Linked DNA regions of Mus musculus: region 2 is linked to region 1. The links are chromatin contacts, called in public Micro-C maps. All regions are on one chromosome and are shown on one strand. Each heading gives the region's core, a stretch centred on a gene start, on an enhancer-like site or on the middle of the called end of the contact. The rest is flanking DNA. Distances are from core to core; before and after follow the strand shown. Region 1 overlaps Adamts6 (a disintegrin-like and metallopeptidase (reprolysin type) with thrombospondin type 1 motif, 6). Region 2 has its middle 190 kb from the start of Cwc27.

The links. Hi-C and Micro-C count contacts between places; a contact is called where the count stands out from the background.
Region 2: a Micro-C map of muscle stem cells shows a contact between it and region 1, with 3 times the contacts expected there. The contact joins two enhancer-like sites. A contact is called at or near these places in 4 of 484 Hi-C or Micro-C datasets (CD4 T cells, cumulus cells, muscle stem cells and 1 more) and 3 of 115 datasets of contacts at active chromatin or transcription factors (the NIH/3T3 cell line, embryonic fibroblasts and thymic regulatory T cells).

The regions. Positions count from the first base shown.
Region 1 is chr13:104,457,163-104,464,782 of GRCm38.p6, reverse strand. It overlaps Adamts6 (a disintegrin-like and metallopeptidase (reprolysin type) with thrombospondin type 1 motif, 6), which reads right to left. Exons shown (of 25, transcript NM_001081020.2): 21 at 2,426-2,555. Among named protein-coding and RNA genes, the nearest start is that of Adamts6, 170 kb to the right of the region's middle. Within about 2 kb of position 4,297, at least 33 of the 459 cell types and tissues checked have an H3K27ac peak or open chromatin away from gene starts, as enhancers often do. A contact at or near this core is called in muscle stem cells, where this site is marked.
Region 2 is chr13:104,618,396-104,626,015 of GRCm38.p6, reverse strand. No RefSeq gene overlaps it. Among named protein-coding and RNA genes, the nearest start is that of Cwc27, 190 kb to the left of the region's middle. Within about 2 kb of position 3,920, at least 59 of the 459 cell types and tissues checked have an H3K27ac peak or open chromatin away from gene starts, as enhancers often do. A contact at or near this core is called in muscle stem cells, where this site is marked.

The DNA.
Region 1 (7,620 bases), core at 3,048-5,547:
ATAGGGTGGGGTGGGGAGGAGATGTGGGATGTAGAGCAGAGGGAGGGTTGATGGGGGGCGGGGGGGAATGTAATATGGAGTGTAAAAAAAAAAAAAAGCTGCTTCCAGGCACATGCTGATTCTCCCTAGGAAGGCTTCTGCTGACTCTTTAACATATTTAAAATAAACACTATCATTATCCTTTTCCTAATAATGCATCTATTTTTCTATTCTTCAAAGTATTTCCTCTTCAATGAGAACCTTATTGTCCTCTCTTTTTTCATACATACCTATATAGCTCTCAATGTAACAAAAAAATAAAAGCATTTTATTATTTGAACAGATACTTTCTGATTTAAAAAAATGCTACTAAGGGTTTTAACTTAATAATTTTAGAAAATACAGATTCCTTTTTCAAATTATGAATTTCATAGTTTGATTTATTCAAAATATAAAATATTCTAAGTATAAAAATGAGTGTACTAAAGCAAGAGAAAAGCTTTGTAAGTATAATAGAGTAGGTGAGACCTACTAAATATTATATTAATGAAATTAGTAGAAATTTTATATTTTCCTAACTTATTTTCAGTTCGTTTTGCTTCCCTTTATTCTATTTTGCTGTTTGAGAAAGAACCCTCTGAAGCGCAGGATGGCACACGTTCTCTACGTAGCCAATACTGGTACTGAGCTCCTTAGCTCTGCTTCTCCTGTCTGTACATAGCACATGCTAGGATTGCAAGCACTGGGGAACAATTTGACAATGTGCCACAATTCTAAAATATTTTCTTACTTGGCTGGAAATTGTATTCATCCTTATGTTGCAGAGGGTATAACTATGAACAACATAGTTTTAGTGGCAAAACTGTTTAGTATGGTGGTATCACAGGAGAGCAAGAGCGTAAACAAAACAAGGGTTGTACAATACTGTAATTCAATTTAAATAAACAATGACATAACTACAAAATGTCATCAAAGATAATGTTCAAAATATACTAAGAACTGACCATAACATATAAGGACTATAACATTTCATTACATATTCATGGCCATATGTACATACAAAAACCTGGAAATAACATACATCAAAATACTAACAACGGTATTAGGAAGTTCTTTTCTTCCCTTTATCTGTGCATCACATCACTGTGTAGAAGGAAAACTTTCCTTTGCACTCACATCCAGTCCTACTGAATCATAGCAGTCTATGATGATTATCCCTAGCATACAAATATCTACTGGAATCTTATATAAACCATTCCAAACTAAAATTTCTCTTTCATTGTCTGAATTCAAACAAGGAAAGAAAAAACTAAAAAAAGAAGCTAGCAATAATTGGCCAATAAAGATATGTAAGACTTAATCAGACTAAACTTTTCTAATTTTACATTCTCTTTACTCTTTTCTTTTGAATTTCACCTCCCACCTTAAACAAGAAACTTCATTTCAGAACTACAAAAGGAGAGGAACTAGGAAACTTAAATTTAATCAGATATTTTAATATGACAATTAATATTAAACCATTAAAAAGGCCTTTATTGAGAAATTCAGCTCTACAATGTATTGATCAATGGTTCTCAACCTGTGGAAAATGACTCCTTGGTGGGGGAGGGGTCACATATCAGATATCCTGCATATCAGATGTTTACATTATTATTCATTTAGGCATGAAAGAGCAATAAAAATAATTTTATGGTTGGGGGCACCACAGCATATGGATTAAAGGGTTGGCAGCATTAGGAAGGCTGAGAACCACTGATATAGATGCAATGATAAAGAGCTTGTAATCTTCAAGGCATTGGATTTGAGAATATAGGCTTAAAGGTAGTGGTGGTGCCTGCCTTTAATCCCAGCACATAGGAGGCATAGGCAGGCGGATTTCTATGAGTTCAATGCAAGTATGGTCTGCAAAATAAGATAAATCTAGGACAGCCAGCACTACCCAAAAAAACCCTCTCTTGGAAAACAAAAACAAACAAACAAATGAAACAAAAAAACAAAACAAACAAAACAACAACAAAACAAAATCCCCAAAATATGTATAACCAGTATCACCCAGAAGCCTTAAAATACCAAGTAGATGCCCAGCATGATATTTAAAATCTCAAATAGCAGGGTATCAATCTGATGAGCTAAATTCACAATTACACAAAGGTATGCTAATCTATCGGGACAAACCTAGACCATGGATTTTGACCATCATTTTGTTTTACATAGTTTTAAAGATTTATTTTGAGTTGCGTTTATAAAGCTACTTAGCAGAGAAGAGGAAAAAGAAAAGTACATGTTCTTTCCAAAAATGTCTGTCTACCACTCTGGCTGCTTTGTGTCTCACTCCACAGGAACTACCATACAATTTTACAAGAAGCAAGGTGCGTACTTGCAAATATGAATACACAATGTTTTCTTTCATCTAAAGAAACGAATTTTCACTTTTTGTCATACTTACTCAGGTGGGCAAGGCTCAGTGTTGCAGGCTCTTTGATTTTCAGGTGGCTTACTGTCAGGATCACAGAAATTGTTCTGGACAATGGAGTTGTCATCCAATCTTTTACAGACCACTTCTTGTCTTTGGACACCTTTAAAAAAAGGAATGGCATCCTTAATTGGAGAGTAGTTTCCCTTCCAAAAGGTGAGGCAAGTATTGCTTTCATCTGGGAAGCCAAGCTCACTGGATCACTGCTGTCCTATCTGCTCTGAAACACTTGTCTAGTTCTCTAAACAGGACAGAAGTGTTGCCGATTATAGTCAAACTTTAGACAAAAATAATTGTTTTCGTATTCAGAACCACAGATGTTTTGAAGCTGCAATTAATGTTTCCATTTTATGTACATCTTCATGGTTTCCTTAAAAAAATCCTTGAATTTTCCAAAATAGGATATAAAATGTATTAATATACATTTTAGTATAAGACAATGCATGCATATGCATATGTATTTAAAAACAAAGCAACAGGGACTAATTTACTTTCTGACATTTTATAGGACAGGATAAAACAAGGTCATTTTAAATTATGAATATATCACATCCACACATTTCACTTATTTCCTTCCATTTATGATTGCATCTTTCTAAGAGCTCATCAAGTTAGAGGTAATGGACCACTTTTGGACTGCAAGAAACTGGTCTGTTTTATTGTAACAGACTTGGATACCTTTTGATTATACCACTGTCAAAGGTAAAATACATAGTTTGTTGTAATATTAATTTACAAAATGCTTATTTTGTTCTTAAATATTAGTCCATGTGACTTATTAGCATAACTAAAAACATTCTCATTTTACAATTTACAAAATTCTTATGCATATGCTTATGATTATTAGCAGACATATCCACTACAACTTGGTCATACTTCACAAAATGCAATCACACACACACACACACACACACACACACACACACAGACTTTTATTTATAAACATCCTTTGTGAAGAGATTTAATATATAACCATTTTGCTTTAGTATCAGGAATCAAGCAAGGAGACATATTTCACAATATCAGAGAAAAGCAAGTTTCAGATCATACGAAAGGCGTCATTCATTCATTATTAACAATTTCATCTTGGAAATGGGCATCAAAGCAGAAGGGAAGCTCTTTCCTGAACTTCCCCTCCCCTTCCCTATGGACACAAAAGGTGAATGTAAAAGCAGCACTCACAGCATTCAGGGAAGCACAGATTTACATACCAGCTAATTCTATATGTTCTTCCATCAGTCTACCTGCCTACCTGTCTCCCTCTTTCCATCCATCTCTTCTTTTCTTCTGGTTATTTTTAAAATGTAATAACCTATTTTTAAAAAGAAATTTGTTCACAAACGTGGGAGTTCTTATGAAAAAGGATCTTTTGATGAAGGAAAATTTCCCGGGAAGAACTAGGCTTCTCCCAAGGCTGCTTATGTCTCGGGCATGAATCAGTTGTCTTGTGTTGGTCACATTCAACTAATCCCTTTGAATATAAGAGATTGATAGGAAAATCTATTAAGTCTATTGATCTCAGCAGACTAACTTCTGTAGCTACCATCTCAATGGTGAGTTGTTGAAGAAGGTATATCTTATTGCTTTCAGTGACTCAAGACTCCTAGGATCACCTTCAGTAACATGTTTTTAGGGGTCTAAAATATAGTCCAACAGTTTACTGGCAAATGTCTTAAGGTTGTATTCATTCCCTCCCAATCCCTAGAATAGCAAATGACAGCAGTGGAATTTTTTAACTATTGAAATTAAATGTTTGAGGGAAGAATGATTCACAAGAAGCATAGCTGTGATCCGCTCTCAGATGCTCCATGTTTCATCACATTACCTCTGCATTGTGTCATTCCTGTGGGCAGATAACTATAGCCATGTGGCTACCTAGTCACATACCTCCACTGTTAGTCACAGGGCTCAGCTACTGACATTGCTACAAAAAGCAATATATCCAGTTGAAGGAAATGTTTGTTTATATCAAGAGCAGGCATCACTTTTTTAGGTTTAGCATGTATTTCTAAAAGGCATTAAATGTGGCTACTCTTGGAACAAAAATGCTGGCCTTTAATACAATATGTCGGTTGATTCTCAGAATAAACATTGAAACTATGAAATGGAGTCTATGCTGCTTAATTTCAGTGACAGAAACTGTAAGTTAGTTTCTAAAAGTTAAGATAAAAGTTCAGTGTCTTTAAGAGAGCATTACAAATGCATTTGCTTAAAGCAGCCTTTATTTTTAAAGCAGGCCCTATGCAGCTTGAATCTCAGGTCAGACTAGTATAAGTAATTAGTAGATATTTACATTTCACTTTTATATAAATTATAGCTATGTATGTATTTTCAAAAATGTTTTCTAGGTAATATTTACTGTTAAAACTTAAGAAAACAGGCAAAACCACAGTGAATCAAATAAATATTGAGAATAGTCTCATGTCATTGTTCTGGAGACTAGATCTCTTTGGTTATTAAGACCCAGCGACTGTACCTTAACAATACATAGGCTCACAAGAAAATCTGCCACCTCAATGTGGTTGCTGTATCATTCACTCCGAACAAAATATAAGACACTTGTGCTTCTTAAACAATTTTGAACTTCATATTAAGCATTAAAAGTTGACTCATCTTTGGCTGTACATTCCATATATCCTTAAGAACTAGGAACTAAGGGGCTTCTAGGTTTTTATAATTTCAATATGCTATTTTTTGATAAATGAAAATTAATGTCCTCGAAAAGATAACTAAAATTATTTTATATTTTACAAAGATATTTTTCCTTACACTCATTAATTTTCTTCTAAAATGCTGTACCAATGTGGCATTAACATATTTCAAATCACCCCACAGCATTACATTGTGTTCATTTAATAGCGTTCATATTTTCAGCTTGTATCCGTACACTTGGCAGGTTGATTGCTTTTCTGTTTTGATCTTAAGTCAGTATTAACAGGATAACCATAAACAAATGAACCTAAATGGATTGATTTTTAAACACAGTGTTTAATTAAAGGTGAATATAACTTTTAACTTCAGAAAGTAGAAAATACAATGGAAATAATCTAAGTGAACAAGAAAAATGGAGTTTAGAATGTTTCCATATGGCAGCCAGTCCCACAACACCCAGAGGAAGCTCCAGTCCCAGGCGCTCTAACACACCCAGGATCAGAGGATCAGAGGTGAGGATGACACAACATCTGTTCCAGCACCACCGGGAGTAATTGGGACCAGCGGGATCTAGGGATGCAGGAACCCTGCCCGACCAGTGCCATTGGTTCCTTCCAGTCTGAGTTGGTGCCCTGATCAGATCTTGGGCCTGAACTCTGCAGCCAGTCCCACAACACCAAGAGGAAATTCCACTCCCAGGCGCTCTAATACACCCAGGGGCTTGGTCACACCAGAATCTCAGGGTCCCAGAGGAAGCTTGACTCCCAGGAGCTCTGACACATCCAGGATCCCAGGATCCCAGGATCCCAGAATCACAGCATCCCAGAGACAGCTGGACTCTGAGGAGTTCTGACACAACCAGGATCATAGGAAGGACAGGCTCCAGTCAGATATAGCGAGGACAGGGAGCACTAGCAAGAACCAGATGGTGGGAGGCAAGCATAAGAACATAAGCAACAGAAACCAAGGTTACTTGGCATCATCTGAACCCAGTTCTCCCACCACAGTGAGCTCTGGATACCCTAACACACCAGAAAAGCAAGATTTTGATTTAAAATCACATCTCATGACGATGATAGAGGACATCTTTAAGATGTCCATCCTTTAAGAAGGACATAAATAACTTCCTTAAAGAAATACAGGAGAACACAGGTAAACAGGTAGAAGCCCTTAAAGAGGAAACACAAAAATCCCTTAAAGAATAAGAGGAAAACAAAGCCAAACAGGTGAAGGAACTGAACAAAACCATCCAGGATCTAAAAATGGAAATAGAAACAATAAAGAAATCACAAAATCACAACGGGAGACAACCCTGGAGATAGAAAACCTACAAAAGAGATCAGGAGTCATAGATGCAAGCATCACCAACAAAATACAAGTAGACGAGAGAATCTCTGGTGCAGAAGATACCATAGAAAACATTGACACAACAGTGAAAGAAAATGCAACATGCAAACAACTTCTAACCCAAAACATCCAGGAAATTCAGGACACAATGAGAAGACCAAATATAAAAATAATAGATATAGAAGAGAGACTAAATTAAAGGACCAGTACATATCTTCAAAAAAATTATAGAAGACCAGAGCTACACAAAGAAACTCTGTCTCGAAAAACAAAACAAAAGAAAAATTATAGAAGAAAACTTCCCAAACCTAAAGAAAGAGATGCCCATGAACATACAAGAAGCCTACAGAACTCCAAATAGACTGGACCAGAAAAGAAATTCCTCCCATCACATAGTAATCAAAACACCAAATGCATTAAACAAAGAAAGAATATTAAAAGCAGTAAGGGAAAAAGATCAAGTATCATATAAAGGCAGACCTATCAGAATTGCACCAGAGACTATCAAAGCCAGGAGATCCTGGGCAGATCTCATACAAACCCTAAGAGACAACAAATGCCAGCCCAGACTACTATACCCAGCAAAACTCCCAATTACCATAGATGGAGAAAACAAGGTATTCCATGACAAAACCAAATTTACACAATACCTTTCAACAAATATAGCCCTTCAAAGGATAATAAAGGGAAAACTCCAACACAAGGGGAGAAACTACACCTTAGAGAAAGTAATCTTTCAACAAACCTAAAAGAAGATAGCCACATGAACAGAATTCCAACTATAACAACAAAAATAGCAGGGAGTAACAATCACTTTTCCTTAATATCTCTTAACATCAATGGACTCAACTGCCCATTAAAAAGACATAGACTAACAGACTGGATACACAATCAGGACTCAGCATTTTGCTGCATACAGGAAATGCACCTCAGTGAAAAAGACAGACACTGCCTCAGAGTAAAAGGTTGGAAAACAATTTTCCAAGCAAATGGTCCCAAGAAACAAGCTGGGGTAGCCATTCTAATATCAAACAAAACTGACTCAATAGAAATAGATGTATAAAAGTTGGGGTCATAAACAGATGCACATAGCACTTAAAATGAACAGAATGTATAGAAACAAACACTTATCTAGGACTAATTGGCTATTCTGGGTCTTTTGTTGCTCC
Region 2 (7,620 bases), core at 2,671-5,170, 160 kb before region 1:
TGTGCCTGGACAATGCCACCTTTTCAGTTGCTGGGGCCACATAACCTGAGCACCTGTCTTTACTTCCCACACTCAAGCTGTTCCAGTCTTCTGTTGGTCCTCCCTTCAACATACACCCAGAATATCACTGTCTCCCGATGCTGCCACCCATGTGACAAACCATCCATTTTCACATGGGCTACGAAGAGAGAGCTGAATCTAGACTCCTCGCCTTCTCCAACCTCCTTGTAATGTTTCGTCATGGCAGTGAGTGGAAGTTTTACTTAAACCCTATGTAATTCAGAGTAAAAATTGAAGCCCTTACAATGGTATCTGAGGCTCTGTGGCGTTGCCATGCTGTGCTTCTCAGTCTCCCTGACTGCCTCTCCCATCACCCTCCCTTCATATTTTCCTCCCTGGCTGCTCACAAGCAAGCTCTGTATATTCCATCCCAAGGTCTTTGTAGTAGCTGCCCCACTACCTAAAGTGCTGTTGTCATGGCAGCCTGATCTCATCACTTGGCTCTTTCAGGTCAGTGTTTAGATGATGCTTCAGAGAATTCAACTCTACTTTAGAAATGCAGTCCTATCCATTCTACATGTTCAGTCTCCATCTGCCTGGTCATTTGTAGTCGATGATAATATTAACCACTAAGCACTTTACCTAATAATGTATTTAATGTTTATACACTGTCCCACGAGGTCAGAACCTGCTATATTCATTTACAGATGAGGGAATCTAGTCTTAGGCTGTTTATTGAAGCTAAAGAGATGGCACAGCCAACAACAGCACTTGCTGCAGTTGCTGAGAACCAAAATTCAGTTCTCAGAACTCATGTAGCTCGTAACTGCCTGCAGCTCCAATTCTAGGAGATCCAGTACCCTCCTCTACCACTACCACTACCAGGAATGCACACAGCATGGACACACATGTGCAGACAGACATCAGTACATACAAAAAATACATTTTTAAAGGTTATTTTTCTTGCACTCAGTCCATTAAAATGGACTAATTTTGCCAACTTTTTTACTAGTATCTCAGTGTTCAGAACCTAACACAAAGCAGATATCTAATAAATATTTGCTAAATTGACAGATAAACCACTACTTCCCAGAAAGAACTTTCAAAGGCCAATATGAGTTTATTACATGCTCAAAGCTTAGTATCTTCATGGGAAAAAAAAGGGGTGGGTTGTGTTTATGATAAACATGCAGAAGGTTACAATCTCAGCTCAAGAACAGCTCCGACCTCTCACTCCTCTTGCTCTTATTCCCCCTACTCTCCTCTCTCTCCTCTCTCTCTCTCTCTCTCTCCCTCTCTTACTCTCCAGCCTTTCTCTCTCTTTTTCTTTCCCCCTTCTCTCCTCTTGGCCATGGCCGGTCTCACTCTCCACCGTCTCTCTCCCTGCCTTTCTAAAATAAAATTCTAAAACCATTAAAAAAAAAAAAAAAAAAACCCAACTCCGACACTGGATAATCTCTAGATACCAGATCCCTTCTCCCAGACAGAAACAACCAAATCCATCTAATCCTCCCACCAAGGCCCTGCCACAGCCTAGGAAAAGACAGTCTGGAAAACCGCTTTCACACATGAAGAACTGTAACGCGAAATGCTTCGGGGATGCCCACTTCTACCTGGCCCTCTTCTAAGCACTGCGTTCAATCATTTGATTCTGATAAGCAACCTTGTGATGCATTCCCATCTAGCCTTACTCTACTTTCCAAAAGATTTGGGCCTTAGTGAAGTAAAGTGACTTTCCAGTGTCACACAGTAAACAGAGAAGCTAGAATATCAGACTGAGCCCAGAGCTTCTGCCCCTGATCACCAGTTTACTGAGACTCACTTCAGGAACCAAGGTGCCTTTCTGGTAGACAGTCTACTGACTTAGAGAGTTTATGATCCAGTAAGAAACACAGACTTCAGTTGAAAATAATTATATATGTAAAAAATGAAATAAATGCCGGAAGGACCACTCGATGGGCTTAGTCAGAACAACCTAGAACCACCTCATGACAGGGGGAGGTTTTGACCATAATTTGAAAGGAAAAGAAAACATGCCATCAAGGAGACAGGTCATGTTCCAGGTGGGAAGAAAGTTGTGCAGACAGACTATTAAGAAAAATGTTAGAGACAATGGTGTGTCTATGTAATGCCAAAACATCTGGTCAATTCCATTTTTTTTTTAAAAGCCAACCTCCATCAATGTAGTGACTTTCTTCAGTCAATCCAGATGTTTGGCGGCTTGTAGACAAAACATCCAGATGATTAACTGAAGATTTGACAGAGTTGACTGGATTAGCCAGATGTTGCAGCATTGTATAGACACTGTCAGGACGTTTACTTGGCTGGAGTGGGGTCCAGCTGTAAAAGGAGATGGATGGTCTGGGCAGTGCGGGAGCTTTGGAGCAGAAGACCTGGACCTGGACTGGATGCAACTGGGAGCTGCTGCACGAGGTGTGGGATGGAAACGACGATGCTTCGGGAAGAGATGCTGTGTGAAGAGAAGGAAGAGTAACAGTGAGAGGAAAAGCTGCAGACAGGAAAGAGGATCTTGATCTTAGGAGAGTGCAGGTGCATGTGAGGTAATTAAAGCCTGAAACAGAAGGCTGGGAAGGCAACAGGAAGAAGCGGATCTGAAAAACATTACAGAACAAGAACAGGAAGTCGTGATGGGCTAGACAGGGGAGTCAGATGCATATCACCCCAAGGCTGGAGACAGACAGCAAGGCCTGGGAAAGCAGCTGCTGGCAGTCCCACCACAGGAGGAAACCAAGAGGGATCCCCCAAAGCCTCCATTCCGAGCCTGCTGCCAGACCTACAGTTAGCAGGTACAGAGAAAGCAAATCCATGAGCTCTGGCTCCCAGAGCAATTCGGTACTAGATTCACACTATCGGGGAGGAATAGCCGGTGAAAAGGGTAAATTATAATGGCATCTGCTTTCATGTAGTATGCAGTGCGAGCTAAGAAATATAAAGCATAATTAGATGCAGTAAGATTATGAGAAACTGCACAGTGCCTATTTGGCTTAACAAATTAGAATTTGAAAAGCCTGTTTATAGGCAGACCTTAAAGGCTGAGTGAGGACAAGCGTTTACTTGTGTGATTTAAAGGTCTGATTTCTAAAAGTTTGAAGATCACAGGCCTTGACTTAGATACTTATTTACAGAATTTTTTTAAATGTTCTTATTTGATAAGAATCAGGCTTACCTTTAGACACAAACAAGGATTTCAGTTTATTAGAGTTAGCACCATGATGGTGCCACAGTTGAGATCTTAAATGTCCCCCAAAGGCCCGTCTCTTCATAGCTGGGTTCCTAGCCTACAGCACTAAAGGAAGGTGGTAGATGGTTAGGGCATCAGCCTTGTGGAAGGAAGTAATGTCATGGAAAGTATGCTCTTGAAGGAGATATTATCTCCTTTTTCCTTTCCACAGTCTTTGAGGTTAGCAGCCTCCGTGCTCCCACAATGGCCTGACTTGCTACCATGTTCCACAACAGTGTAACCAAGTAACCATGAACCAACACTTCTGAAATCCTGTGCCAAAATAAACCTTCCCTCTCTCCAATTGATTCACCTCAGGTATTTGTCATAGTGCGGGAAAACTAACACACAGGATGGGTGCCCTGGCTTACTAAAGAGCATCCTGAGTATTTATGGAATTTGTGGTTTTGCATATGTGCCATCTCCAGCATTTTCAGCTCCAAGCCTATCAGCCCACACAACCAGTTGGGTGCCCTTTAGACACACACTGAGAGTTTTCTCCCAACACGTGCTGCTTGTTAAATGAAGGGAAAAAAAAAAAAAAAAGAAAAGCAAAACAATTTTTTTCATAGTTTGAAATACCACTCGATGCTAGAGAGTTGCCTCCCGTGTGCAATGGCCCAGGTTCAAGCCCCAGAACCAAAAAAAAACCCAAAACAACAAAAAATAGTGAAAGGAAAAGCCTTTCAGAGAGACTAAGCTCTGTTCAAAATTTTTGTACTCTCTCTCCACACCCCCACACCACCCAACCCTGAAGTGGAAACTTAAGGGTTTTTGGGAGAGTCTGTTGTGTTAGATGGTGTTTTGCTGGGGCAAACAGGTGAAGGAGGGTTTTCCTAAAGTGGACACAGATCAAAGACTAAGGTAGACTCATGAAGGAACGTTTCACTGAAGCAGACATCAAGAGAATGTTCTGCTAAAACAAACACATGAAGAGACTCGTGATGAAGGATTCTTTGCTAACGGCTTGCATGTATTGATTGGTCCACCTTATATTGCATAGTTGAGCTCTCCTTGTCGGGACTCCAAGGACTTGGGCTGATTGGATGCATGTGCTGAGGCACGACACACAGAGGACACATGATGTTTGGAGGGCATAAATAGGATTGGACGGAGTGATGGAGACAGAGCGTGGCTTGCTGGTACAGCTAGCTGAGCAATGCTCGTGGGTCCCGAGTCTTCACTGATCTTCACTTCCCTGGGAGAGGCACACCTGAGAACGTCTCCTGGTGTTCCTGTTGGTCCCTCGGCCTGGCTGTCTGCTAGGTCATGTTACTGCTGTTGCTAACCTGACTCTACTGAACTGGATTGCTGGTGTATCCATGAGATGTTTGCAAGTGGATCAAGCTGCCGCTACCAACCTGTGAATTGAACTGCCAATTTTCAGACAACTCAGATGGGAGTTGCTCCAAAGAACCTTTCCAAACAGATCCACTCAGCCCTACCCCCATCCCTTGTCCTTTCTTTCATACTACCTCTGGTGGGTGGTGGGCTACAGGGGAGGTTAAATTGATTAAGAACCATCATTAAAAATAGGATTTGAAAAAAATTAAAGTTATACCAGCCCCTACAAACACCCTAGAAGAACACAGAATGTAAGAGTAGAAATGTGTTCGTGTATTGCAGTCACCCTGGGGAGATGAAGGGGTCAGGGATCCTATTGTCATTAATTTCCCACACTCGGGACAAGTTTGGGTAGGGGTCCAGGGCCTGTCGTTGTGTTGTTGTTGATTTTGTTGTTGCTGTTGTTGCTTATTAAGCTCCCCCAACTAATTGTGATGCTTTGGTTTTGTTTTTCACTTCCCTGAAGATCAGCCCTGGACAGGTGCTGCTGTCCAAAGGCAGAAACTAAAGAATGAGAAACACCTATCAGATCTGAGACTCTCAAACTGTAAACATTGATTTAATGTCTTTGCTCTCCTAGGAGTCACATCGCCCTAAAGACTCCTTTATGAAATGAGTTCCTAGGCAAACTCAGTCTATCCTTTGATGGTAAAATTTTTCACAGAAGCTGCACGAAGTCTGATTCAATCAGCCTGAGAACCTAAGATGATAGTAGGACCTTTGTCTGGTCTATGTTCCCAGGACTACTATACACCCCACCCCCAAACACTGCTAATGCAAGACAGGAAATGTAATTAATGATCTTGATAAGTCTCGCCCAGTACTCCAAGGCTGAACAAGTCACTTATTTGTCAAGTAGAACACCAGTTGGTTTCTCTAAAACAATGAGTGTGATTCAGGTGTTTCATATCTGCTTCCTGTGGCCCTTCTCTTATAGAAAGGAGATTTAGCAGATAGCAAGTTACTTTTTCAAAAAGCTAATCAACACCAAGATTAGAGTGTTTGTTCTCTTAGATACCCTTCTCTTGGCAGAACAAGCTATACCCACAAGAAGACATTCTGGGTTGTTTTTTGTTTTGTTTTGTTTTGTTTTTTCCTTGACAATATGGTTTTATTTGCCCTGGGATCAACTTATTTTCCTGGACTTCTTTTCCCCAAGGATATAGAAGTAGACACCGGGAGAATTTTATTTAAAAGCCAGTAGTGTGGCATAGTGGAAAGTCAAATGTACATTTGACTCACTTTGCTGCTCTTTAAATACACCAGACATCCCATACACAAGAATTACTTCTGGTCTGAGTAGTGGTTATTTCCCACTTCTCCAGACTCTTTCAAGTCTCTTATAGCAACCACAGCAAATAGTGTCATGCCCCTGTGGGAGGACGAGAGGGCAAGAGAGGGCTGTGAAGGAAAACCCTTGAGAATGTTCACAGCATAAAGGTCTTTTGTCCTGAAACAAATCGAAACAGATTCATTTCTAAACCTCTTATGTAAATACATCGATGTTCACCACCTTGATCTGAACCACGGTGTATTGATAAGGGTAAGCCCTTAATCGATGACTCTTTAGATACATAATTGATTCTACTACCTTAGTATAACTGATCACATAGAAAGGCTTTTGAGTACTGAATGCTTTTTCTTCTTGAGAGAAACTGCCAGCTCATGCAATGACTTTGTATAAGCTGGGGGAAAGGCACCATTCCCAAGACACTTCCCACACATCACAAATTCTAAAAATGAGCTTTGGGGAAATCCTTCCCTGCATCTGCAATGTAACAATGCCTGCTCTAGTGTTTTCTTGTCCATCTGTCACACTCCAGTTCTCTGAGGAACCAGATCTTTGTCCCTCCAACATGGCCGTGGAGCCAATGTTAAGCAGATTTACCCTACTAGGCCTGGTCTGTCTCTATGTCTCCTGAAGAGGCTTAATGTTATAGATAGATAGATAGATAGATAGATAGATAGATAGATAGATAAAATACCCTGGGAATTCAGAATAGACAGGAAATCCAGAGCCCTCAATAGACACAATCCCCACCACCACCTCTGCCGCTTGACTTTCTAAAGAGCTCTGCAGAAGATAACTCCTTACCAAGCTCACCAACCAATGGCTGCCGAACAAAATGAGGGACAAAGACATTCTTCCCAGCCCTGAGGAATACGAGTAGTGAATATTCTTTTTCTACAGGCTGGTTGTAGTCTTAGGTCTCCACAGGCTACTGACTGGTGGATCACTGTCTGCCTGTAAACATTCTGCTACAGTCCATCCGCTGCCTGTAGCCGCTGGGGAAGCCCTTCTCTTTATGCTCAGTGTGAGCTGTCCATTTAGTGTCTCCTCTCCAGAGCAAATGCCCTCTGCGCTAACAAGGACAAGGGCTACTTAGGAGTTAAGCACACTACCACAAACCTCCTTGAATATCCTAGTGAACGTTTCCCCAGCTTGTTCATTAATAACAAGAGTTTTCTGTTTCTCAACAATTGCACCAAGAGCCATCTGAAGAGGAGGCAGCCATTTAAGAACTCTGTACTGCCAAAGCAGTCTTCTGGCTTCTAGAATGAGCCCTCTTTGTATTTTCCTTGCTATTGGTAGTTCAAACCTTTATCCCATCAGTAAAGGAAGAAATATTTTGTTTTGTTTTCCTTTTTACAAGTGAACTTTTCTCCAGTCACCTTCCACACTGAGGATAAAGTACTAAATTTACAAATGCTAAAACCCAAGTTCTCACTCTTCTGGGCCAACACAACAGAGACAGGTTTTGGCATTCCCATCGTCCTTTAAAATTACTACAGAAAGAGAAAATGGTGGCCACAGATCCGATGTGTATACAGTTAAACCTTAAGAAAACTGCTTCCAAGACAGAATTCAGATGTTCCAGTGTTTGTTGGAATGGATCAATAACAACAACAAAAGTGAAAAATCACATTTCAAATCCTGGTTGCTTTGCCTGCAGGACCTCCTTGAGATGGACTCTACTGGAAACAATTCCATCTTCCAGAGTGGATATTCACTTGTTTGCTCTCCCAGCCAGGAG